Regions from separate parts of the Zea mays genome. Here region 2 is linked to region 1. The links are chromatin contacts, called in public Hi-C maps. All regions are on one chromosome and are shown on one strand. The core of a region is the stretch at or near the end of the contact, and the rest is flanking DNA. Distances in the headings are between cores, read along the strand shown.

Region 1 (2,647 bases), core at 108-2,607:
CCACTAGCTGTGTAACAGGCACAGGTGAAGTGTTGCCCAAATTGTAAGTCCTGAACGGTGCCGTACCTCGCTTCTTGCCTCCACTGCCTGTGCTCCGACCAGCTGTATCCAAGGCCGCTACGCAGCCCTTCACAATGTCATCAATGTAGGTGAAATCCCGGGAAATGGTAGTCTGGTGTGAACCTCCACCGGCACTCTCATAGACGGTAATTGGCCGACCAGCAAGGATGTCCCTGGTGAAGAAGAAGTACGCCATGTCCGGACGCCCCCATGGCCCATAGACAGTGAAGAATCTGAGGGCGGTGAGTGACAGACCATAGATGTGGTTGTAGACATGAGCAATCTCCTCGCCGGCCTTCTTGGTGGCTGCATAGAGAGAGGCTGGTCGATCCGTCCTGTCATGCTCGGAGAAAGGCACATGGGAGTTGAGCCCGTACACTGAAGACGACGACGCCCAGACGATGGCGGGCTGAGGGTTGGCTGAGCGCGCCGCCTCGAGCAGCGCCACGAGACCGGCAACATTGGCGCGCACATAAGACATGGGGTCCACGAGTGCGTGCCGCACGCCGGCTTGCGCGGCGAGGTGGAGGACATGTGTGAAGGGCACGACGTCGAACAGCTTGGCGAGGAGCTCGGCGTCGGCGATGTCGCCGTCAACGACGTAAACCCCCGAGCGGGCGAGGAGTGCGGCGCGGCCGCGCTTGAGGGCCGTGTCGTAGTAGTTGTTGAAGTTGTCGAGGCCCAGCACGCCGTCCCCTCGGCGTCGAAGCGCGGCGGCCGCGTGGCAGCCGACGAAGCCCGCGGCGCCCGTGACAAGGACGGAGTGGCCCCGGGAGCGCCTGACGCGCGCCGACGCCCGCACCTTCTTCTCCCAGGCGGCGCCGCCCCAGGAGGCGGTGGACGAGGGGGACGCGTGGAGGGAGCGGCGCGGGGACTCGGGCGCGGCCCGCGGGGCGGGCGCCGCGGGTGAGAGGAGGAGGAAGGCGAGGAGGAGCGAGAGGGAGCAGACGGACCAGAAGGCGAGCTTGGAGAGGAGAGACGTCGGCGAGGGGTGGTGGTGGCGCGGGGGCAGGCGGTGGTGGTAGTGGTGGAACTGCGGCTTGACGGCCGCTGCGCCGCCCGCCGCGGCCGCCGAGCCGGGTGCCCCGGTCAGCTGCGGCGCCATCCCCTCGATCCGCGGCAATGCGGCTGGTCCTGGATCTCGGCTCGGGCCTGGGGCTGGGATTGGGGTGATCGGGTCCGCCGCGGCGCTTGGGTTTGCGGGACCTTTCGCTGATGCCGTTTTTTCGAGTGGGGATAGCCGGATAGGTTCCGATTTGCTTTCGAGGGGCTGTTTCAGTGGGATTTGGTTTGCGGGCCGCTACATTTGGGCATTTGGGGATAAATCCCGTATTCCCGTGGATTGTTCTCGTCTATATTTTACCTTCCTGATTCTTAGTTAGATTTTTATATGAAGGAGCACCAAGAGTTTATACGGGTGCTAGGCGATGGACACTTTTCAAAAAAAAAAAAAAAAGCAATTTAGCCCTTTTAATAAAAATAATTCTCCATGGACGGCGTCTTTTGACCATTTGCTTAGCGTCATAACCCACGGTGCCCAATACTGTTCAGCGTCATAGCCTATGGCGTCGAGGTCTTCACCTCACTGACGTCCGCGAGCCATGCTAGCGCTTACATGGTCTAATTCGGCGCTACAGATCTTGGCGCTAAGCTAGACAGTCTAATAAATCGTCTCTTCCTTGGTCGAGAGCTACTCTTGTCCATTCTTCTTCTCCCTCGTTTCGTTCGTTTTTCGTTTCCTTCGTTTTCCATACCACCCACGGACTTCAGTTTTTATTTTCGAGTCTGAAAGCTTCGATTTGGTCCAAACAGCTTGAAGAGCAAGGTATGGCGTCTCACCGATTCATTTGTTATGTATCCATTCGATATATATATTGCGTAGTATGGTTTCATAGGGTTTAGATTAATTAGGTTTGATTGGTGGACGTATGACTATTAGTTATGGCTTCTAAGATATATGGTTTATACAGTAGTTAAGGTTTGTTAGATAAGTTTTGAATCGTGGGTTTAAAAATTGTTAGGGTTTTGAAACTATGAGTATCATGTTATTTATAAGTTTAAAACTTTTCTGGTATTTCTCTAGTGGTGTTAATATCAAATTGTTTCTTAGACGGAAAACATGTATCATAAGAAGTTGTGGCGAAAGAGGTCGTTCTCGAGAGTTATATCTCGATGCATCTACCAAGGATGCTCATGTTTTTCTTGATCTTACTATTCCTAGTTGTGATTGTGGCAGACCGGCCCATTTATCTCAATCGAGACATCCAAACACACTGTGTTAGAGAGAGAAAGCGCTAGCGGCTTGAACTGAATCGACGCGAGGTTGAGGAATAGACGTGCATGTGTATTGCCTAGCTCAGCGCCAAGATCTCTAGCGCCAAGCTAGGCCACATAGACGTCAACATGTTCCACGACTGCCAGCACACTAGGTACCTCAGGGCCATGCCTATAGCGCGAGTAAAGTGTCCAGAAACACTATTAAGTTGTTTAGGAGGCTAAACATGATTTTTTTCAAAAAAAAACCTAAATTTCAAAAAAAAAATCACGCAACTTTTATACTGTCACGTACTCCCTCTGTCCGAGTTTT
Region 2 (2,647 bases), core at 83-2,582, 300 kb before region 1:
CTTTATCTGTTATTAGGCAGTGTTTAAAACAGCAAGTCAAGATTTATTATCCATGATCAAGGAGCATCACATTGACTAACATACCTCCAATTCATCAAAATCCATATGAGTTCCATTTAGTTGTGTAGGAGAGGCTGTTATGTCAGCTTTTGACATCTGCTCCTTAAAAAACCTTAATTTACGAGCCATTTCACTACACCTTTTAATCTGTAAGAAAGTAGAGTAGAACAATTAACATAACATGGAAAACCATATTAGACACATGGGTAAATAATCCTAATTGCACTGTACTTAGTGAGTAAATAAAAAGTGAGTTGTCGACTATGGTTTAGGAAATGCCAAGTTTATATAGCTTGTCAAGGTTACAACGTAATTTATCATGAGGAGGAGGTTAATCTCAAAAGAGAGTCAACAACGAGAAGGGACTGCATATAGATGTCAATTTCAGATTAAAGTTGTGGAAAAATTAAGATAAAATTGTTGTCAAGGTAACTGGGGTATGTACCTGGGCAGCATATGTCCGTTGAAACGGGCTCTTATCTATATTAAGCTGTGGCAAAAAAAACAGTAATAAGATTAAACCCACAGGTAAAGAATCAGCACCCAGAGCAAGAATCAACAGCACACCATCACGATCAGCTAATGAAGCACAATAGCATACCAACGTAACCTTTTGCTGGAACTGTAATTTTCATTGACTACTGGAAATTCTGCATATGCAAGATAATTCCCAATAAAAACATTCCTATGCTAAATTCATGGCTCCAACTACAACCAATCACACCAATGTGAACCATTATACCACAATTCCAACGCTGAAGAACAGTAAACAGCAAACAATTGCACGTTATAGCTGCAAATTCCCCAAAATCGCAATGCCCACAGGACACCCTCTCTAACTCCCAGGAAGCCCCGATCACGAAGTCCTACTTATCACCAAACCACTATCTTAGATCGAAAGGGATTCAGCTCCGGAGCAAGTTGGATCGCCCCACCCCCGTAATCGAAGGGACGAGCAGGGGCAAGCAACCATACGTCTTTGAACTGGAGGAGGCCGAGGTCTCCGAGGTAGGAGACGGTGAGGTGCGCTGACTCAGCGGGTATGATGACCTGCACCAGCTGCATCGCCTCCGATCGCATCAGATCCATTGGCGGGCAGCAGCCGCCTCCGCCACCACGCGCCATGGCTGGCTGCGCGCGTGCCCGCCGTGTCAGCAGCCGGCGCGCTGCCCCTCAGTCAGATCCCTGAAGATCCGACGAGGTGTTTCGGATCGAAATCGCGCGGGCGGAGCGGATCTCCGACGGGTACGGCGGTGGCCTGATCGATTCCTCACGTCGTGAGGAGGTGAGCGAGGAAGGAGGTAGAGACAGCCGGGGGGTTGTGGACCATGTGGGTTACGCGGAGACGTGGCAGGGCCGAACACCTATCGGGACTCTGACCTGTGGGTCCCAGTTGCCAGAGTTCGGATCTGAGTGTTTGCCTGCGGCGATGAAGAAGTGTCTGGATTTCGCGAGGAGATTGATTAGGCTAGCTGACCTGTGGGGCCGGGTGGGATCGTAGCAGTGGATGAGAAAAGAGTCCTCCATGATTGGGTACGTGTTGGGCCCGTCGGAATTAATTGAGGCGAGATGAGCTAAAATTTTGGCCCATATAAACGAGCACGAATGGCCATAGAGATGTACAACGGCTCAATTTCAAATGTTCTGAACTGGTGCTCGGTCCCTGGTTACAAGGGCCTCAGTAAACATTATACTCCGTGCGATTTAATGGCTTTTGTGGTGTATGCAACGTCAATCTCGTCTCTAGCAATAACTTTCAAAGGTCCTTATAGAAATAGGGTTTGAGGGATAGTTTATTATTTATATGTGTGTTCGTAGAGAAGAGCATATGTGCAATGTGAACATCTCCTTTGTACCATGTAATTAAAGAAACCATTTTTAACATGCAAACAAATTTTGCAACAGATTTGTTAAATAAATTCAACTAGCATGGTGGTCCATGCAAATAGCTCAGGTAGGTAGCTTTATTATCATTATAAGATTTCACTTTTAATGTAAAAAGTAAATTTTAAATAGTTTTATTTACTTGTTTGGTTGTTCTTGTCTTGTCTTCAAGCTTTCTCGTTGCATGTAGAGTCGATCAATTATTTGGTTTAGGGGATGTTTGGAACTGCTTTAGCTCCAAAAAATTAGTAGAGCAGGCTATTAAATGCTCTAGAAGATCATGAAGTTAGATTAATAAACCTTTAGAAGGTATTTTAACAACCTATTTTCTTTATTATTTAAATTTAAAATGTTTTTAAAATATTTAAATTTATATTATAAACTACAACTTCTCATTAGAGCTGGAACCTAGAGCAGTTCCAAGCACATCCTTAAAGATTGGATTGATTTTTCGAGAGCTCTGATGTATCCTACTTTTACATGTTTTTGCAACATACATTGTGAGAAGTCATGGTTGATGTACCTTTGGCTAAAAATGATTATTATTAAGATAATTTGAGGCTTCCCTACTTATGCTCTTAAAGCATATACTTTACTATGCTAAATGCTAACTAATGATGTTGTGTTGTTTGTGTAGGAAAATTTGTCTTTTTGTGTTGTGTTCCTTGCCATGTGAAGTGCATGTAATAAATGTGCCATGGTG

Evidence for each region. A called contact is a pair of places that touch in the nucleus more often than the background predicts.
Region 2: a Hi-C map of ear shows a contact between it and region 1, with 1.8 times the contacts expected there. The contact joins the promoter of LOC100381766 here to the promoter of LOC103633593 in region 1. A contact is called at or near these places in 2 of 25 Hi-C or Micro-C datasets (ear and tassel).

Annotation. Positions count from the first base shown.
Region 1 is chr1:34,282,110-34,284,756 of Zm-B73-REFERENCE-NAM-5.0, reverse strand. LOC103633593 (UDP-glucuronate 4-epimerase 3) reads right to left here and starts at 1,357. Exons shown (of 1, transcript XM_008655290.3): 1 at 1-1,357. The coding sequence starts at 1,165.
Region 2 is chr1:34,584,384-34,587,030 of Zm-B73-REFERENCE-NAM-5.0, reverse strand. It overlaps LOC100381766 (vacuolar proton ATPase a3), which reads right to left and starts at 1,332. Exons shown (of 18, transcript NM_001329487.1): 1 at 1,036-1,332; 2 at 506-550; 3 at 85-207; 4 at 1-6. The coding sequence starts at 1,185.